Regions from separate parts of the Gossypium hirsutum genome. Here regions 2 and 3 are each linked to region 1. Evidence: chromatin contacts called from public Hi-C data. All regions are on one chromosome and are shown on one strand. Each heading gives the region's core, a stretch centred on a gene start, on an enhancer-like site or on the middle of the called end of the contact. The rest is flanking DNA. Distances are from core to core; before and after follow the strand shown.

Evidence for each region. A called contact is a pair of places that touch in the nucleus more often than the background predicts.
Region 2: a contact with region 1 is called in a Hi-C map of leaf, with 3 times the contacts expected there. The contact joins the enhancer-like site here to the promoter of LOC107934643 in region 1. A contact is called at or near these places in 14 of 34 Hi-C or Micro-C datasets (callus, cotyledon, fibers and 4 more).
Region 3: a contact with region 1 is called in a Hi-C map of leaf, with 4 times the contacts expected there. The contact joins the enhancer-like site here to the promoter of LOC107934643 in region 1. A contact is called at or near these places in 15 of 34 Hi-C or Micro-C datasets (fibers, leaf and seedling).

The regions. Positions count from the first base shown.
Region 1 is chrA06:125,182,545-125,185,733 of Gossypium_hirsutum_v2.1, forward strand. It overlaps LOC107934643 (leucine-rich repeat receptor protein kinase HPCA1), which reads left to right and starts at 1,416. Exons shown (of 18, transcript XM_016867120.2): 1 at 1,416-1,854; 2 at 2,005-2,125; 3 at 2,197-2,268; 4 at 2,353-2,427; 5 at 2,505-2,576; 6 at 2,653-2,814; 7 at 2,909-2,983; 8 at 3,074-3,145. The coding sequence starts at 1,773.
Region 2 is chrA06:125,118,013-125,121,360 of Gossypium_hirsutum_v2.1, forward strand. No RefSeq gene overlaps it. Among protein-coding and RNA genes, the nearest start is that of LOC121230801, 27 kb to the right of the region's middle. Within about 2 kb of position 1,354, at least 9 of the 9 cell types and tissues checked have an H3K27ac peak or open chromatin away from gene starts, as enhancers often do. A contact at or near this core is called in cotyledon, fibers, hypocotyl and 1 more, where this site is marked.
Region 3 is chrA06:125,068,050-125,071,381 of Gossypium_hirsutum_v2.1, forward strand. No RefSeq gene overlaps it. Among protein-coding and RNA genes, the nearest start is that of LOC121230800, 5.0 kb to the left of the region's middle. Within about 2 kb of position 1,397, at least 1 of the 9 cell types and tissues checked has an H3K27ac peak or open chromatin away from gene starts, as enhancers often do. A contact at or near this core is called in leaf, where this site is marked.

The DNA.
Region 1 (3,189 bases), core at 166-2,665:
ACATATCTAATCAACAATTATGTCTTTTACATAAATAAAAAAACCTAGAAAGGCAAAAATCAAATACCATCAGAATGTGAAATTTATGTCAAATAAAAATTAATATTAGTCATACCTTAATAGAAAAAGAATATATGATCAAAATATAAAAGTTTCTTACCAAATCTATACTTTACCCATACTTGTACAATAAACCAAAGATCGAGAATAAGAATTATAATCCATTCTGAGATTGAATCTTTCAACATCCCGAATATAAAGTTGTAAGGGTGAAAGTTTAAGGTGTAAAAGAATTTGGTCTGTGGGATGACTTCGAAAGATTTTGAAAAAAATAGAGAATCATCGTGCTGATAACGTATTATAAAATAAAGAGATATGGAAAGAATAAAGAACAAAAAAAATACAAAAGCAATAGAGCATGTACTTTATTGATCAAAAAGGGTAATTTACAATACTTTATCAGAGTCTCTATTTATAGGCATAAAAAGTATAAAAGAAGTAGAGATCTAATTCTAATAACTATTAGAATTTACAATATATCAAAACTTTATCTTGATCATGATGGACTTCCACTTAAAAAGAAATTCATAACAAAAATAAATTTTAAAAAATATATATATAAATAAAACTAAGATAGATGCAACGTAACAAGCAAATGTCTCTAAAATAATAACAGAATTAACAAATGTCTTTAAAATAATAACAAAATTAACAATAAAATAAATTTTATATAATATCCAAACAATAACAACAAAATATTGCAACATAATAGTAAAATAGTAGCAAAATAGGGAGAAAACAATAAGAAAATAATATTAAAAAATAAAAAAATAGATTTTCTTTATCCTTTAGTGAATTCGGGCTAGGCCTAGGCCAAAAATGTCTTACCCGAGGCCCAACCCATTTTTTAAGCAGGTCTTTTTTTTTTCTAAACCCATTTTTTAGACTTATATTTTTGCCCAAACCCTTCTACATTTTGGACGGGCTTTCGGGCCGGACCGAATAACCCGACCCATGAACATGTCTAATTATACAATTCTTCAAACTTTTAATTATTTCAACAAAAACCCACCTATCTTTCAATTGTTGCCATGCAAGATATTTATTATACTTTAATGCTTGGGGCCATGTTCGTGTGACTCACTTGGAAGGCTGGCTAGTTGGCCTGGTCCTGTTATTTATCACTGACAACTAAATTTAGGTGTTAGTGTTTAGATTAGATAAAGATATATATCCGACCCTGAATATGTATTTAAAGGATTTTTTAAGTTGATATTTTTAAATGTTGTTTTTTCTTTTAATGGAAATATTAATTTAAATATGAAAGTTTTAAATATGATAATCTGTATGATAATTCGTATGTATTTTATATTAAAAAATTAATGTTTTTTAGTCCCATTAAAAAGAATAATTTATCTGGATTTTTATTAATCTCAACCATCCGAACTTTAAGATCGTTGACTTCGACGTCAGCTAAATAATTGGGAAACACAAAAAAAGCCAAAACTTGGGTGTCCATGGCTAATGTTTGTGTTTTTTAGAGCAAATTTCAATTTGTTGATCCACTCAAACTACCATTTTATACCTTTTTTTTGATGTATCTGAAATACCCAGACTTTGTTCTCTTTTGTTCATAACTAGTAACAGAAAACAGAACAGGTTAATGTCATGTCAAATGTGTTTTGTTGTTTGATGCTAAATTAGAAAGAAAATCCAAATATTTTTAAGCTCTTCAACTCTCAACTGTGGAATCCTTTTGGTTAATCTCACAAATGGGTTCAACAATTTGGGTGCTTTTGCTAGCTTTTTCAGTTCAAATCTATATCACAACAGCTACTACTGATGGCAGGGATTGTAAGTTCTATTGTTCTTTGATCATTTATGTATGTATATGCATGCTAATTTACTGCAAAAATGACATGAACTTGAAGATTGCACTGTCTGTCATATAGAATTTATCATTGGTGTCTGACTAAGGGAACCTGTTTTGTCCAATTCTTACAGATGCTGCTCTAAGATCTCTCACGGATGAGTGGCAAAATTTACCTCCTAGTTGGACAGGAGCAGACCCTTGTGGTGATAGTTGGGTTGGAATCGAATGTACTGGTTCTCGTGTGACCTCGATGTAAGTCGTTGTTTCGTTCATGTTGTTTCGACTTCGGGATTTTATCTAATGTTGTTTTGTTTCTGTTTCAGAACATTACCAAACATGAACTTGGTTGGAGAGTTATCGGGAGACATCGCGATGTTATCTGAATTGCAGCAATTGTAAGTCCTTTTTTTGCATATGCAACTTGTTTCCATGGCTTAATACAAACATCTTTGATATTAGCATCATTTTTTGTCTTTCAGGGATTTATCTTTTAACCGCGAACTCACCGGATCTCTTCCGGGATCGATAGGAAATTTAAAGAAGCTAAAAAACTTGTAAGAAGTTCTATTTTGCAATCAAAGCATCACCTAACATAAATGAGTAAATGACCCCTTTTTCTTTATGTTGGCAGAATCTTGGTTGGTTGTGGTTTCATTGGTCAAATTCCTTACACAATAGGATCACTGCCACAGTTGAGATTCTTGTAAGAATTTGTCCTAATTACCTCTTTTGGCCAATACAATCATAGATAGTTTCATGCTGGCTTATATTGTCTGCAGATCACTAAATACTAATGGCTTCACCGGACATATTCCACCGACCATCGGTAATTTATCGAATCTTTATTGGTTAGACATGGCTGACAACCAACTTGAAGGACCAATTCCAGTTTCGAATGGATCAACACCAGGGCTTGACTTGTTGATTCATACCAAACACTTGTATGTCAAATTTCCGTGTAATTTTATGTACTTTTTCTTGCCATGGTTGTTCTATTTTCCGTATCCTAACGATGTTGTTCTTTGTAATCTACAGCCATTTCGGGAAGAATAAACTCTCTGGGACTATCCCATCTGAACTTTTCAGTTCAGATATGGAACTGATACATGTGTAAGTTGCATTCGGTTTTTCGTGTGATGAAAAGTTCAAGACATAACAGCATGAAACTTGTGTTCCTAACATTTCGTTTTCGTCTTACAGGCTATTCGAAAGCAACAAACTCTCTGGACCTCTTCCTTCGACCCTTGGACTTGTGCAAACTCTGGAAGTAGTGTGAGTATCTCGAAAGTACTCGAGTGAATTTGTGTTCATATTTT
Region 2 (3,348 bases), core at 104-2,603, 65 kb before region 1:
CTCCAAAACGCACAGCTTCAAGGAGGACCAAAGTGCAGTCAAAACAAATTTTAGGGCAAAAAAAATAAAAACTTAATTGTAAAACAATAAAAAAACGGAAGGGGTAAACGCAATTGGACGAATTTAGAAAAAATAAAGAAATTGAAATGAAATGGACAAAATTCCCACGTAATTGAAAGAGAAAAGAAAATAATTCAATTCCAATGGAAATAGGAAAAGAGAGAATAATCCAAGTCCAAATTGAAGTAGGAATACCAAAACTAATTCATCCGAGTCTCCTCAAAGTCCTCCTTTCAAAAAACAAAATACTCCTATTTATATACATGGGGTTTACTAAAAATAACCTAACTAATTTAATAATAATATAAAATAAAATAAAAATAAAAAAAATATGTAGAAGGCTAATTTTGCCCGGGCCTTTAGACTTATAAAATAAATGCGAAAAACTAAAAATAATAATAAAATCATAAAAATCATAAAACAGTCCATTAACCCCACATAAATCCCTTCAAGCCCAATAACAAAATATAGCCCAAAACAAAAATAAAACACTAGTCCAAAACCCAATTAAAAATGGCCCAAAGGGGCCTAATAGTTCGGAAATACCAAAAACCCTAGAGGTTTCTGAAAACCTGCTAGCGCCACAAGCCAGCCACTCCCACGAGTGGTTTCCCACGCTCACGCTCACGCTCACGCTCATGAACGCTCCTTTCGAACGACCATCTCCAATGGAACCTGCGAGAAGAGCAACAGAAATAATAACAGAAAAATAGGCCAGTAAATGACAGCAAGAAAATACAAATTTTATTTTATTTATACTGTAAATCGGCTATAAAAAGCCAGAAAAACGATGTAAACAGGATTTTTTTTCCTTTTTTACAGAAATACATTACGAAATATTGAATACATAATACAAAAGCAACCAAAAAAATAGAAGGTGATTTGAGATTTCATTTTTCTCATGTTTTGATTCATTTTTATTTTTGTTTTTGCACAAAATCTTTTCGCATGAGAATAAAAGGAGATAAGAGAGAGGTTTACCTTCGGGGGTGCACCATCGGGGTCCTTGTCTCCTTCGTCGAAATTGGAGTTTAAGATGGGGATCTTCGGGTGAGAATAGGCCTCGAGCCTTGGCTTTGATGGAGATGGGGATCTCCGATTATGAGGGTGAAATGATGATTGAATGGGGCTGTTGAATTGCACTGAAACCCTAGCAAAAAGGGATTTCATTTGCTGCTTGCGAAAATGGCAGATTGCCATTCAATTTTTTCTTTAATTTTGATAACAAAGTGAAAAGACGCCGTTCAAGGGGGTGAGGATCCTCGCGTGACCCGACCCACTTACCCTAGATCCGCGCATTTCCTTGTTGATGGGATATTTGCGCACGTAGTCCCTACCCTCCTGCACCTATCTCTAATTAGGCCTCAATCGTGTTTTATTTGTTTTTTACATTTTCCCTGAGATTTGCGCGTTATTACAATTTAATCCATATTTGAACACTGCGTTTTGAGATTCAGTATGTTTTCATTCCAAGTCCTGCTCATTTGTGCGCTTTTTATTTTGATCCTTCGTTTTATTTTAATGATCTATTTATTTATAGATTATCCTTTCAATTTTGTTTTTATTTCAATCAAGTTTAATCTATGTTTTATATTTTTTTTGAGGATCTATTTATTATTTTTTTAAACCTATTATTTTAACATACTATTTTTGAATTATTTTATTAATTTTATTTTGTTTTAGTTTTATTTTATATTGTTGAATTGTTTTATTATATAATTTATTATTTTAAAATTTTCTCCATGTAATTCTATGCTTAAAATTTTTTATACAATATTTATCTTCATACATTCATATTTATAGATGCATATATATATTTTACACGGAATTACTTATTTAAATTCCCTTTCAAACATGTTCATATATTTCTTCCTCTAAATTTATTTATGTATATTATTTGTTTCTTTTAAGAATCCAATTTTGGTATTATATTTTGTTTGTTTCAAATATTTTCCTATATTCTTATTATTTTTGTATATACATTATTTATATTAAGTTTTCATTTCATATATATATATCATCATTTTTAAACCAATATGTTTTCTTTTAAATTATTTTGTATATCATTTTTCTTCAAATTTCTTCTTACATAATATTTAGTTTAATAATCATTCATAAATTATTAGTGTCATTATTTTATTCATATAAACTATTTCAAACCCTAGCATGTGTTGTTCCTTTGTAAATTAATCATATATTTAATCGCTTTTAAATTATTTATATTACATTGATTCCTAGTTTTCATATTATTTTGCATATTATGTGTCATTTTTGGTTTTCACATTGTTCCATATATTATTGTTGCATATTATTTATTCGTATTTTTGTATTATTATTATATCAATTGTTATTCATCCATGTTTGGGAATTTGGTTATATTTTTCTTGAATTAATTATATTTTATTGTTTGTTTGGTTAATTGGTTTCTTAAGTTTATATTATCTTCATTCACTAAGTATAGTACGATATTCATGTATATTGTCTCATGCTTATAATTTCGTCTTTCATTCACGATGTTGTATTATAACTGAAGCTTTAAACTTATTGATCCATATTATTTGTTCCATTTTATTTCAAGCAATTTAATGCATTTTGAGCTAGTTTCACAATTATTCATTTGAAAATTCCTTAAAACGAAGGCAATGTCTGATGTTTGGAAATTTGGGGAATCTTACCCTATCGTGCAGGGTTTCGATTTCCTGTTTGTTCAAAATAATCAAATATTCCTTTAGAATTTCACTCATGTTTTCTAAATTCTAAAACAAGGCAATGTACAATGTTTAGAAATTCGAGGAATCGTGCCCTACCGTGTTGGGCTTCGATTTTTCGTTGGACTAAATAATTGGGCATCCTTTTGTAATTTTCAACGTACGAGCTTTTGGAAGTAAAAAATTAATCATGGTTTCAAAGGTATAAAGGATCATGTCTTATCGTGCTGGATGTGGTGCTGTATTCCCTTTGAAACGAGAGAATTTTGACGACCAACTTGAGCCATTCAAATGTTTTAAAAGGAATCATATTTCAAAATATTTCTAAATCTTAGATATAAGGACAATACTTAATCAATTTGGTACCAATTTTCGGGCGTAGCGAGGGTGCTAATCCTTTCTCGTACGTAACCAGCTCCCGAACCATTTTCGCAAATTTCGTAGGCCAAAATTGATTAAAATAAAATAAAATATTTTATCAGGTGATCCAATCACACCTAAACAAAAGGATTGGTGGTGACTCCACTCATTTTAAAGTCGATCCCCATTTTTTTCCAAAATAAAAAAAATGGTTTCGATA
Region 3 (3,332 bases), core at 147-2,646, 110 kb before region 1:
GCAGTCTCTTCGTCTCATGTCATCTGTTTCGACCCCTTTGTTTAGTTGTAGGAACAAAGTTCCGATGTTGGATGGTTGATTTATTTACTTTAATAGTGTGAATGATATAGCCACTTGTTGAGTGTTTTTTTTCTGTCTTCTTTAGATGGTAAGTTTATGTATTTATATGATATAGTTACTGTTTATTGATTGATATCTTAGGTGGGTTCTATTCATGCCAACACGTACTATATCCTAGACTTAGCACGTGTTTATGCAGGTGTTTCTGCATTCACATATATGATCTCATGTGTGACCTCGTAGGAAAGTGTAAGTGCCCCCTTGTGGATACTTAACATCATGCGAGCTTGATTTGCGAGCTCAATCATGCGAACTATGTAGAATCCGATCTAGACCTATTTGAACCCACTTGAGTTATGGGTCGGTAATAGTAAGTATCATAACACCACTAAATAAGTACTTGGTCTCAGGGCGGTTGGTTGAAACGTCACTTGGAAAGATGATTTCCATTCTCAATCGTAAAAATAAAGTAAATAATAATATTTAAAAAATATATAACAAGATCTCAATCCAAGTTTGACTCGGTTGTGACCTGAACAAAATATAGTTACAATCCTAAAATTTAAATTAAACACTAAGATGCTACCAAAGCTCTCAATGTTGTTGGTGCTCAAAATGAGGAAAAAATAAGCCTCAGGAGAGTGTTGGTGTTGAGGGCAAATCTTTAACTAGAACTGATACCAAGATGGGAGTTGTTAAGCATGATGATGAGGATGGTGGTCGCCGTAGTGGTAGCAGGAATCCAATTCATTCACATGATATGGCCTCTATGGAAGCCCCAACTATGAAATGAAATCGTAAGATGAAGACCATGGCATTGAAAAAGGAAAAGAAGTTGCATAGAATTGGATCTTAAAAAGTTGCAGACGTGGCAGCATAATCACTGCTCTGTTTGGTTTTTAACGAAAGAGTGATTAAATAAGAATAGTTCTTAACGACAATACTAAAATTGACAAAAAAAAAATAGAATGACCAAAGTAGGAATAAGCTAATTTTAGAGTGACTATCTTAATAATTTACTCCTTATTGTAACGATTACAATATCAACCAAATTAAGACTTAAATTATATCTATATTAATTTAATGACAAAGAGGGAATTCTTAATGTCATAATCCCAAATACTTTTCTTCACAAAAATAGAAAATTAAAAACAAATAAAACGAATTTAACAGCATTTAACTCCAACCCTAAATCTTAAAATCAAAGTGGAGCCTAGCCGTAAACACAAAGTATGTATTAGTCAATGGTTGATCTAATGTGCACCTCATTATCATGGGTTGTCACTTTTCATCTGACTTTTTTTTTTGTTTTTTGGTCTTAACTGAGGACCAAATTGAAGCTTCTTCGCAATATCAGCCAGCTTTTAAAGTCTTCCATTAAGGGCTAAAGAAAAGGTACATTATATCTAGACCCATTGATAATCGGGAGAGGTAAGTTCATTTTCGGTTTTTAATTTTTTGTTTTTAGTAGAATATAAGAATAGGATAAAGTTTGAACAATAAACACAATTAGCTCAATCTGAACTCATGTCACATTTAAGACGGTGAATACCCTAACCATTAAGCCATCACATAAGACGATTTTTCAAATTTCTAAATTATTTTATTTTGAGTTAATTTCAAGTTCAAGTTATTTTAATTAACATTTCAATTAAAAAATAATTGAAGTCTTTTGAAAGGTTAAAGATCAAATTTAATTTTTAAAAAAAATAAAAACCACCTTTAAAAATTAACTTTTATTCTATTATGAGAAATTTATATATTATTTGCCACATTAATAGTGACAATGATAATATTTAAATTTGATATTTTATATTATATTTTTTTTTTATCAAGTCAATTTTTGAAGAAAAGAAAAATCTCAAAATTAAGTAGGGACTCGACTTGACCTATGAGAGAGTTTATGTCCGTTCCCTCTTTACTATATTTCTGATTTCGCCCTTGAAATAAATGTATGCATTAATAAAGGTCACTTTTAGATTTATTTTGATTTATATTCGAATATATTTCGGTTGTTATTTTAATTATGTTTTTGTAGTAGTTGGTTTTCATTAGATAGTTGTTTTTTTTAAGGTTATTTTAATTAAAGAATCTAAATGATGTATTAATACGAAATGAATTTTAATTTATTGATCAAATATAAAATAATGTAATTAGAATCAGGAACGATATCAAAAAATTTATTCGGGAGGTCAAAATTAAATTGTATACTTTTACGATAGTAAATGTATAATTTCACCATTTTAATAGCCTATATATTTATAACTTTTAAAGAATTAAATCAAATTTATATCATTTTTATGACCAAAATATATTTTTACTATTACTAATTTAAAATTTTATAAATTATAAAAAAATTTAAATAAAAAATTTTCCATTTTTAGCGTAATCTGGGGACCCTAGCTCCGCCACTAATTAAAATAAGTGTATCTCATCTCAATATATAAAATGTGAAATCAAAACGTGAAAGAGAGATCATCTAAAAGCAGCATTTGAAGAATATGGGCTTTATTTGTTTATATTTTATTTTGGATCTAAATCTAGTGAAAGAAATAATTTGGGTCAAAATCAGTGGATTCTTAAATGGAATTGGGCTTCAAGAAGCTAAAATCATATGGAAAAAAAATTACAACTCCAATTTTATCCAATTTCTTTTATTTATTCATGAAGTTTGGTTTAATATGCAATTTGATACATGAATTTTGATTTGGTATCCTTAACACAAAAAAAAAAAAACCTTAAATTATGATTTATATGTCTACATGAAACTTTGATCCGAATTCAATTGTGCACATTTAAAGAATTAAATACATACATTTATTTTCATACTGGATTAATATAATATTTGTGTATGCAATATATCAACGTAAAACAATGTTAATTCAATAATCTAATTAGCGACATGTGAAAATTAAATCAAATTAAAATTTCACTTTTAAAATTGTACAAAATCAAAGTTTATGTATGACATTGCATATTAAATTAAAGTTCATATATAATTTTGATATTTATCTCAATTTCTTTTAAATCAACGAGTTTACGATTATCAATTAATTATTGGTCCGAACCGTTTCACTCAATTTTCAATTCTAACCCTATAAAAAATCTATAATTTTTATCGGTTTTCATTTCAACCAATTAATCTAATTAAGGGCTTAAATAATAAATTTTAAATTAATTTTATAATTGTATGATATATTTATTTAATTAATTAAATAAAATATATGGTTACAATAATGTCCATAATTTCTAAAAGAAATCAAACAATTATT